2 separate regions of the Mus musculus genome follow, and region 2 is linked to region 1. Evidence: chromatin contacts called from public promoter capture Hi-C data. All regions are on one chromosome and are shown on one strand. The core of a region is the stretch at or near the end of the contact, and the rest is flanking DNA. Distances in the headings are between cores, read along the strand shown.

Region 1 (5,421 bases), core at 2,639-5,138:
TGAGGGCTTATCGAATGCTGGTGTACTCTCAGGCAGGATGTAGCAAATAACAGTTTGCTGTAAGTACATAGAAAGAATTAGTTGTCATGGAAAGCTGGTTGATGCAGGGCTGGGTGTATGAGAACTCTTAAGAAGGTGTCTTGTGCTGAGGGAGATACAGGCAATGCCTCATGAGGTCAGAGACTGGTGGCAATAGATCGCCAAGTGACCTGCAGACAGTTACACTTCTTCCAATAGAGCCGGCTCAGGTAGGGTTTAGGTTTGTGATGAAGACCTGATCTGCTCAGACTGTATGTCTGTTTGTTCCTTGGGCAGCTTGAGATCTACGACATGATTGGACAGGCCATCAGCAGCTCCCGCCGCGCAGGTGGTGAGGTAAGAGGCATCTGAGGCACAGGTACCTTCTGTCTGGGGTGGGTTTCCCTGCTGATGTCTTGTGTTGTCCTTTCTCAACAGCACTTCCAGAACTTCCAGCTGTTGGGCGCCTGGTGCCTGCTTAATAGCCTCTTCCTCATACTGAACCTCAGCCCCACAGCCCTGGCTGACAAGGGGAAAGAGAAGGACCCATTGGCTGCCCTTCGCGTCAGAGACATCCTTTCTCGTACAAAGGAGGGAGTGGGCTCTCCCAAACTGGGGCCTGGCAAAGGGTGTGTGTCTGCCTGCAAGCTCCATTTCTGAATGCTGTGCTGTGTTCCCTGTTTCCCAGGGTGATGAGCTGCTCGCCCCACATCAGCGCTTGGTTACTGCCTGCTGTAGGTTGTTGAGGGGCCTATGCATACTGAGCACACTGCCTCGAGCATTAAAGCCAGCTGGCTTCTCTGTGTCAGAGGACTCCTCTTCCAGCTGTGTGAATTTAATAGCAAAAATAGTAATAGAAGATGCTTTCCTCGCTCCATTTTCTTGCCCCAGCATCTGGATAGGTCATGGTTGGTTTTAATCCCATTTCCTCATCTGTGACAAGGAGAAAGAAGTCTGACGTATATTTAGAGTCTGCAGCAAGTTCAGATCAAAAGCTGAGGTGTGCTTGCTAGGAAGTGCGCACCGGCGAATGGAATGTGCTGCTCAAGCATTTCTTTAATCAAGGCATCGCTAGAGCTGTGTTTATTATTTTAAATTATTTTATATACTTGGCTGTATTTTATTTGCTTAGTTTTAATTATTTTAAGACTTATCAGCTGGTTTAGTCTCAGCACCTGAAGGCAGAGGCAGGCGGATTTCTGAGCTCAAGGCCAGCCAGGGCTACACAGAGAAACCCTGTTTTGAAACAAAACAAAGCAAAACAAAAAAGATTTATCTTACGTGTGTTTTGCCTGCATACATAGAATTGTACCACGCACATGCCTACTTACCACGGAAGTCAGAAGAGTGCATCAGATCCCCTGGAATGGGACTTATGCATGGTTGCAACTCCCTGTGTGGGTGCTGGGGACCAAAGCTCGATCTTCTGCAAAAGCAACTACTGTTCTTAACTGCTGAGCCAGCTCTCTTTATTTATCTGGGTGTTTTGTGTGTGTGTGTGTGTATGCATATATGTATGTATGTATGTATGTATGTATGTATGCCATAGGCATTCCTGGAGACCAGAAAAGGGCTTCAGATTCCCTGGATCTTAGAGCCACCTCTCAGTTCTGTCCCTTTTCCTCTCCTTGATTTGTTTTGAGATATGGTTTCTAACAGCCTAGCTGGTCTCACATTTGCTATGTAGCTGATGGCCTACAGCTCCTGGTCCTTCTGCCTACCCTCCCAAGTACCAGATTTTCCAGGAATCTGCTACCACTCCCATTTTGGCTTTTATTTACTAAGGGAAAAAGCAGCCAGCAAGTCTATTATGAGTTGTCACAATTATTGTGAAAAAAAGAAGCCAGAGCAAGAGGCTGCTAGGAGCCGTGTTGTGTTTGGATAGGAATAGATAGTTCAGGCTGAGGTGGAAGTAGAAATATTTAGCATCAGCGGGACTCTGCCATCAGACCTGTTCCATGGGGAGCCAGAGAACTAGCTCAGCCAGGTGTGTTTGCACTCACGTGGATGGACCTACGCCCAGTTTTGAGAACCCATGTGCGAGTGTAAATCTAGCACTGGAGAGGTAGAAACTCGCCTCTGAGGAACAACATCCAGGGACCTTTTACCCTTATGCTTATTTCCCGTTGTGAGTGTGTGTGTTTAGGAGTGGTGTGTGCATGTGCAGTGAGTGGTACATCGTGGAGGTCAGAATACAGCTTGGAGGAGTTGATTCTCTCCCTTTCATTATGTGGTTCCTGGGGATAGAACTCAAGATTATTACTAGGCTTGGCAGCAAGCACCTTTACATTCTAAAGCCATCTTGCCAACCCTCAAAAAAATTACTTCTTTAAAGTTTAATCATTTTTTGATCAACAGCTTTGAAGTGATGTGAAATAGTATGAAATAGTTTCATTTGGAAGAAGTTCTTGCTATGAAGCCTGTCGATCCTGTGAAAGTTTGTACATGGGCTTTGGGGTTAGTAAGCTGTAGTGCTAGGGTGATGTCCGTGAGTGCGTGCGTGAGTGTGTGTGCGCTCGCACGCGTGTGTGTGTGTGTGTGTGTGTGTGTGTGTGTGTGTGTGTGTGTAGAGTAGTCTATCCTCAGAGGGAAGTTTGTAGATCTGTAAAGGGATCTGGGATGCCAGTTTGGCAGGATAATGGCCATTTCTGAGGTTGTGATTCATTGCTAATGGTTTTTAAGTCTGAGCTTCTGTTATTTGTATAGGCATCAGGGATTTGGGGTACTCTCGGTGATACTGGCAAACCATGCCATCAAGCTGCTGGCGTCTCTCTTTCAAGACTTGCAGGTGGAGGCACTCCACAAGGTGCGGAGGCTCTGGAGTCCTCGGGTTGGTTGCTGGGGCGACTTGGGATGCTAACTAGAGCATCAGTAAGGTTTTTTTTTTTTTTTTTTGCCCAGAGTAATACGACTAATATGCTTTGATTTTTGTTATCATCAGGGCTGGGAGACAGATGGCCCCCCTGCAGTCCTGAGTATTATGGCCCAGAGCACCTCCACACAAAGGATTCAACGGCTGATTGACTCTGTCCCACTGACAAACCTGCTCTTGACTTTACTTTCAACTTCATACAGAAAGGTGGGTGGGAGTCAAGCCATTCATGAATTGGAGTAAAGTGGACAGAGACCATGATGTTTAAGAATGCAGACTGTGGTGGTGGTTTTAGAATGGAATCCTCCCTAGACTACTCCTCTTCTCTTTCTGTCTCCCTTCCTAATCTGGGCTAGCATTCCTGCATGCAGTTGGTCCTCCTGCGTTAGCCTCTTCGGATTATAGGCACATGATGTCACTGTACTGATCTTGACAGAGTAGTTTGTGGTGCTTTGGAAGTGGTTATTGATTGCCAGTTTTAGCTGTCTGCTGACCCTGGTGGTCCATCGTGACACATTTGAAGCAGAAGCATGGTGGACACTCAAGCTCCTGGCTCTGTCTCTGGCTCATGTGTTCCTCACGCTTGTGTTTCCCTAGGCGTGTGTCCTGCAGCGGCAGAGGAAGGGCTCCATGAGCAGTGATGCCAGCGCCTCCACCGACTCCAACACGTACTATGAGGATGACTTCAGTAGCACAGAGGAGGACAGCAGCCAAGGTAGCTAGAGATAGCCCCTCTGCCCTCACTTTTATGTATTCTCAAAGTGGTGTGCTGTTTAAGAGCAGCTTGAGGGTCAGAGAGTGGTGGGAAAGTGCTTGCCTAGAGTGCATGAAGCCTGGGCTAGATCCCCTCCAGCCATAATCCAGGTGCTCTCACACTCCTGTAGTCCCAGCACTGTGAGGCAGGAAGAGCAGACGCCCACGGTCAGTACTAATGGGCTTTACTGAGTCGGAGGCCGGCCTGGGCTAGGCAGTAAGTGGAGTGTCAAAGGTGAAATGCTAATGACTGCTTTCTCTCTGCCAAAACCAAAATGTTCATGTTTGCTCCTTTGTTCCCTATGCTGGGACCTCTGTCCTTCCTGCACAGGTCAAAAGGTCACGTGGCAGGGATTGGGTTTAACCATGGGCTTGTAGCTGAGGAGCACATAGAGAGGAGCTGAAGATGTGTAGAGGGGTGGTCTCTGGTTTTTGTTTGTTTGACTTTTTTTCCATGCTCAAGTGTGTGAAACAATGTGAAACCCCAAGGGGCACGATTTTTACCATCTTGGGTGATGAAACTTGTTTGCTCTTATAAATGTTTGACCCCTTTCCAGGCAGGGAGATAAGAGGACATGGGTTCTCTTCTGTTGTTGGACCTCATAAGAAATCAGTTTTACTGTAACCCATGTATAATAAGGTAGAAGCACTTGTTTATCCATTTAGATCTTGACAGATTGACAGGGTCAGTTCCTGTCCTCAGCATCAGGATGTCCTGTGATCTTTGACCCCAGCAGCTATAGAAAAACAGGTTCACATACATAAAAATTGCGTTTTCGTGATATGCTCTTTCTCTTCAGATGATGACAGTGAGCCTATTTTGGGGCAGTGGTTTGAGGAGACCATCTCTCCCAGTAAAGAAAAAGCTGCGCCTCCACCTCCTCCACCACCCCCTCCCCTGGAGAGCTCTCCTCGGGTTAAAAGCCCCAATAAGCAGGCATCTGGTGAGAAGGGCAACATCTTGGCCAGCCGCAAAGACCCTGAGTTGGTAAGACTGGTTTCTGAGGTTCTGTGGGAGAGACTGCTTGAGTACAGTGAGTGGTTGATCTGTGAAGCATATGGCGTCGGAGCTAAAGCATTTATAAGTTGGATACCGCAGTCCTTAGCTCTGTCTCTGCAGGACTTCAAGTAGTGATCATGTCATTAAATAGCACGCTTCCAGTGCTGACAGTTACTAGCACAGTCTCTAGGAATAAGTAAGTAGAAGTTGATTTGAACCTTACTGGTCCTGGGCCAGAGTCTGAATGTGTCCTTGTTGGGGAGTGACTGTACTTGCCCTGAAGGCATTGTGAAAGAGTGTTTTCAAAGCCTCTAGAATAGGTTCGGCGCATCATAAATACTTACTTATTGATTCAACCAATATTTATTGATTTTCTTCTGTATTTCAGCCCCTATTCTGATAGTTTATCAGAGTAATGAGTCAAGTACAATTCTCTAATGTAGCCTTATATAGCTTCATGTCAAGGTTATGGGCATAAAACATTTATATGTATTTTTTTAATATTTATGTATATGAGTACATGGTAGCTCTTTTCAGACACAGCACAAGAGGGCATCAGATCCCACTACACATGGTTGTGAGCCATCATGTGCTTGCTGGGAATTGAACTTAGGAGCTCTGGAAGAGCAGCCAGTGCTCTTAACCACTGAGCCAACTCTCTAGCCCTTATATCATCATTCAATAATTAGTTTTTACAATAATGATAAACTAATTTAATAATAGAGAGAAAAGTGAGAATATGTGTAGTAATCATTGATGTAGGGTCAGTCTTCAGTAT
Region 2 (5,252 bases), core at 1,242-3,741, 230 kb after region 1:
AGGTGTTGAACTGTTGCTGTCAAAATGACCCAGAACGGAGTGCAGCTTGGATCCTGGCTCCACCTCTAAGCTGTGCTGTGGTTCTGTGCAGTTGGCTTGGCTTTACAGTGCAACCTCGAGTTGTCATGTGGGAGGTATCAGTAGCCGACTCTCACATGGTTGTCTTGACATCGGGATAGTTTGGGTTTTTTTGCAGTGTTGAGAGCCTGTGTGTGTAAAACAGGTACTTACCATGGGGCTGATTGTCCAGCCCCCCCCACCCCCCTTTTAACATTTATTTTGAGATAGAGTCTTGCTAAGTTGCCCAGGCTGGCCTTGAACTTGCAACCTCTCTGCCCCAGCCTCGGAGTAACTGGGATTACAAGCCTTCATCACAAGGCCTTGCTTATCTTGGGGTTTGCATGAGTTCATGGATTGTTTGACACATGCTCAGCACCCAGAAAACTGAGGCTTGTTGTAATCTGGTGACCCATCTCTCTCCCACAGTCGGCTGCCTTGTGTGGCCAGCCCTGACAGAAATACTGAGGACAGCTGGACAGCAAGAGAGTACTCCAGGATGGGTGTGGTGGCATATACCTTTAATTCTAGTGCTTTGGAGGCAGGAGCAGGCAGATCTCTGAGTTTGAGGTTAGCCGGGTCTACATAGTGCACAGTGAAGGCTGGGCTGCAGTGCTAGTGACTGTCCATCTGAGGCATTCCCCTCCTCCACATGGGAAGTGAGTGGTTCCTTTGCACTGTGTGGTCAGGGGATTGACCTGCCCCGTCATCCAGGCTGGCCCAAGATCTCTGAGATATCCTTTGACCACAGACTATATCTCCTGACTTTATAAGTTTGTGCCATTACAGATGAGCTGTGACCAGGAGCTGTAAAGGAGTAATGCTATCTCTGAGTATCAGTTGACTTATCCATAAAATGGGGTCACAGTGCAACCTAGTACATTACGAGGGTCCCTGTACCCGATGGTCAGCTTTAACTGTCAGCTTGACACAACCTAGAAACACCTGGGAAGAGAATCCAAGTGAGAGACTTTCTACTTTGAGTTGGCCTGTAGGGGAATGTCTTAATTGAGTTAATTCTGAAAAGACCCAACCCACTGTGGGTGGCGTCATTCCCTAGGCAGGAGCTTCCGAGCTGAGCATAAGCTCTTGAACACGTATGTGTTCTCTTCTCTCTGCTCTTGACTGTGGCTGTGACCAGCTGTCTCAAGCGCCTGCCTCTGAAGTCTCCCTACAGTGACAGACCCGGGTGGTGAACTAACAGAAACCTTTTTGTCCCCAAGTTGCTTCTTGTCAGACTCTTTTATCATGGCGTTAGAAAGGACACAAGGACAGTGTCCACACCTCACTCTGCTCAGTGCTCAGAGCTCAGGGGATGAGCTACAGTGTCTTCCAGGGCATCAAGGTGAAGTGCTCCTGTCGACTGCCCCACCCTGAGCCTGTACTTTCCTCTCCCCGGGAGCCTCCACTGCTACCTTAATTACACCTAATTGAGTGATAAGGGGGATTTGCTTTATCAGGCTGCAGATTACAACTGGGAAACAGGCAGCTGAAGGGAACAAGATAACCTCTACTTACTTCTTGACCTGGTACTTAGCTAGCAGGAGGTCCAGACCACAAGCTCAGTCCTGAAGGTCTGCTGTCGGCTCTCACACCCTCACACTCCCAGGCTTGCTCTCTGCCGGCGCTTATGTGTGGGGTTGCTTGGAAGGGACACAGGCTGCTTCCGGATCGGATGCTCAGGCTCTGGCCCAAATCCCCCTGCTTGGCTTTGAGATGATGGAAAGCCCCCTCAGACCTGAGGGTGGGGTGGGGGACCCACCGGTGAGGGACATCCAAGTGTGATGGGAGGTCTGAGGAAAGGACGGGCCGGCTGTGCTTCTGCAAGGAATGTGTGATGGGGAATGAGCCTAAGGGCTCCCGAGGATCTGAGTCTTCATTGTAGAAGAAGTGGTTTTAAGGTGAGTCTCCCTCAATCCGGTTTTCATGTTCAAGTCTGGGGCTGGGGCCTGCAAGCTGGCTCAGCAGGCGAAGGCGCTCGCCGCCAAGCCTGACGACCCAAGCTTGGTTCTCAGGATCCATGCAGTAGAAGCAGAGACCTGACTGACTCTTAGTTGATTTTTGATCTTCCCGTCTACGCCGTGACACATTAGAAAGAAAACATAGTCCACTCTGCCATATAGAAAATCACGGGCTCACTCACCCATTGGGTGGACCCGTGCAATCGTAACAGATGTATCGTAGTGTGGCAGTGTCATGCCCACCCCTTTTGCAGCAGCCCCTGGTTGAAAGAGGTCCCCTTGGATCGGCTTGTGTCCAGGAGGTTTCTGTGTGGGCGTTCTCTGTCGCATTCACGATGACTAAGTTGCTTAGCTGCGTCCTCCTCAGAACAGGTCCCTGGCACTGGAGAGGCAGGGTGATGGCGTAGCTTTGGTTATGGCATAAGCAGCCTGGAGATAGCGGCGGAGACTTGACTGTTACGTCGGACTCTGATGAATGAGGATGGCACTATTGAACCTTGGACAGGGTGGAGCCAAGCCCTCTTTCACCTGGTCTCCTCCTCTCAAGAGTGCTGAGTTTGCTGGCTCAGGTTCTTCCTGGAAACCGTGACATCTCCTGCCACTAGGTGGGGGAAGGGGACGTGGTCTCTGAAGCTTGCAAGGAAGAAGAGCTTTCTGGCTCAGGCCCTGGCCCCGTCCTTAGCGGGTTAGCCCAGGTTGCCAGGAAGCATGAGTTGGGTGGGTGTAGACCTTGCCCTGTGCTTCCTCTCTCTCCACAGCGGGAGGATTGAGATCCGGGTTGAGCTCAGAAACCTGTGGAGAGTAAACCACCTGGTGGGCGGAGTAAACCTGTGTTGTTGCTTTGGGCAAACCTAGCTGACTGCATAGATGGATGGATGAATGAATGAATGAATGAATGAATGAATGAATGAGTGAATGAATGAATGAATGAGGAAAACCGTCCTGCCTAGAAAGGCCTTCAGGAATCCTCTTAGAGCTCTCATACTTCCGGTAGCTACCCCTTTGACAGACCTCTATCTCCAAAAATACATTAGATTCACAACAGTAGCAAAATTATAGTTACAAAAGTAGGAACGGGTGAGATGGCTTAGTGGGTAAGAGCACCCGACTGCTCTTCCGAAGGTCCTGAGTTCAAATCCCAGCAACCACATGGTGGCTCACAACCATCCGTAACAAGATCTGACTCCCTCTTCTGGAGTGTCTGAAGACAGCTACAGTCTACTTACATATAATAAATAAATAAATCTTTAAAAAACAAAAAACATTCCTTAAAAAAAATAGCAACGACAATGACTTTATGGTCGGGGGTCACCACACCTTGAGGAACTATATTAAAGAATTGTAGCTTTCAGAAGGTTGAAAACCACTGTCCTGGAAGCCTTAAGTCTTGCCAACTGATCTGCCTCCATCTTCGTCTAAGCCACTGGAGGGGTGCCTGTTAAGTCAGGACAGATCACTAGCCAAAAAGAAAAAAAACACAGCGCACTGGGAGAAAAGCTTGTTAGTTTTGGAACCACTTAACTCAGGCTCAACGTGATTTTTGAACTTGCCTCCTCAGGACCTGGAGACGGTCCAAGAGCCTGAGGTCACAGTGGGTCTCTGCCTTGGGGAGGGTGGAGGGAGGCCTGTGGGACTTCTGTTTCTGGCATTGCTTTGGGGGGTGGGGGAATGGCAGAATGGCAGGGAAGAGAGACCCTGTGTGGGCGGGGTATCTGCTGACTTTTTCCCCACCAGAGCTGGATCTGTCCTGAGTATGATCCTGGTTGGGGATGGGTGGGGTCTTTGGGAACTCCTGAGCCTTGGTACATCTATCTGGACCCAGTGGGCAAGGAATGCCTGGCTTGTTCACGCACAGTTGGAGGTGACTTTTGAGGGTACCCTGTAGTGTTCTTGGGCTGAGGAAGCAGGCTCCAGGCAGGCCTCCCAGAGGAGTAGATGAGCCCTGCTGTTGGAGAGGGATCTTGACTGGCTGGGACGGTTGGCTTTGATTCATCTGCTTCCAGGAATGACATTGTCCAATGCAGTGGGTGGTTGGGGGAGGCCTGGAGGCCTGTTGGACATGGGTCCACATGCGAGATTTTTACCTTCCCACTGTCAGCCCCTAGAAACTCCAAACACCTCTCTCCCTGTTGCCAGGACTTCAGGAGGAAGGGGGGACATGGCAGATTTCTCTAGCTTTGCCAGCTAAGAGCTGCCCGGTCTCCATAGTAACCTAATGGGTTTCACTATTCTGTTCTGGAGCTTAAGGGAGGTAGGTCTGGGTCATTGGCCAGACAAGGGTGAGGCCAAGGAATGTGACGTGGCCTCTGGGTGTGGCCGTGGAGGGAGCGTGGACACCTTCCCTCACCACCTCCAGGTAGATTCTTAGTTTCTCTCTTCTTGAAGATCTGGTCAGCAAATGTCCCTCTTCCTCCCCCTCAGCCATCTTGGCCTTTCCCCCACCTCTCTGTTCTGGCCTCCTTCTGGCATGTGCCCCCTCCAGACCTCCCTGACTCAACCTTCATGGCCCTTGCACTCCTTCTCGTGGAAAAGGAGAAACACGTGGCTGTGGCCGTGCTCCCTCAGCCTGGCCGCTCACTCCTGATGGGCGTGGCTCCGCTGGAGGAGGACCAGCCTAGAGCTTTTCTCTGAGAGATCGATCGCTTCATCTTGTCTGAGTGTAGTCCAGGCCACTATGTTCCCACAAAGCAGCACTCGGAGAGGGGTTGCTTCTCTGCCCAACTGTAGCATCACAAAACCCGGCCCAGAGAGAGCACTCCTGGTTTTCTGAACTGTCCCCTCAGATCACCCAGCCCGAACCCCAGGCATGTGGTAACATACCCCAGCATCTCACACATGGTACCTGGCTTTGTCTACATCAGCTAATCTCAACCTTCCTAATGATGTGACCCTTTAATATGGTTCCTCATGGTGTGGTGGCTCCCCAGACATAATTTCATTGCTACTTTATAACTGTAATTTTGCTACTGTTATAAATTGTAAAATATCTGATATGCAGCCTATCTGATATGTGACCCTCAAAGCGGTCATGACCCACACATTGAGAACTGCTGGTCTAGACTCAAATCCAGGTTTCTTTTCATTTCAGCCTTGAGCTAGTCATTGTCATGATAAAATGATCAACTGACTTATTCCATAGGGAACTTGTATCTGGACAGTTGATGAGGCCTGCCCTGGGGTCTGTGCTCTGTTAGTGTTGCCAACATTAAGATGTCCTCTGAGCTGTCCTCATTT

The links. Promoter capture Hi-C pulls out the DNA fragments that hold promoters and counts their contacts.
Region 2: a promoter capture Hi-C map of liver shows a contact between it and region 1, with 3 times the contacts expected there. The contact joins two enhancer-like sites. A contact is called at or near these places in 10 of 39 promoter capture datasets (the 3T3-L1 cell line, cranial neural crest, embryonic stem cells and 5 more), 2 of 484 Hi-C or Micro-C datasets (the AML12 cell line and cranial neural crest), 12 of 115 datasets of contacts at active chromatin or transcription factors (T-cell acute lymphoblastic leukemia, bone marrow-derived macrophages, differentiating embryonic stem cells and 6 more) and 4 of 9 other capture datasets (adipose tissue, embryonic stem cells, liver and 1 more).

The regions. Positions count from the first base shown.
Region 1 is chr4:139,396,838-139,402,258 of GRCm38.p6, forward strand. Ubr4 (ubiquitin protein ligase E3 component n-recognin 4) reads left to right here. Exons shown (of 106, transcript NM_001160319.1): 10 at 316-375; 11 at 457-647; 12 at 2,725-2,824; 13 at 2,960-3,097; 14 at 3,488-3,605; 15 at 4,444-4,631. Among named protein-coding and RNA genes, the nearest start is that of Ubr4, 19 kb to the left of the region's middle. Within about 2 kb of position 3,889, at least 2 of the 459 cell types and tissues checked have an H3K27ac peak or open chromatin away from gene starts, as enhancers often do. A contact at or near this core is called in liver, where this site is marked.
Region 2 is chr4:139,627,785-139,633,036 of GRCm38.p6, forward strand. The region is part of intron 1 of Aldh4a1 (aldehyde dehydrogenase 4 family, member A1); the gene reads left to right. Among named protein-coding and RNA genes, the nearest start is that of Aldh4a1, 7.5 kb to the left of the region's middle. Within about 2 kb of position 2,492, at least 15 of the 459 cell types and tissues checked have an H3K27ac peak or open chromatin away from gene starts, as enhancers often do. A contact at or near this core is called in liver, where this site is marked.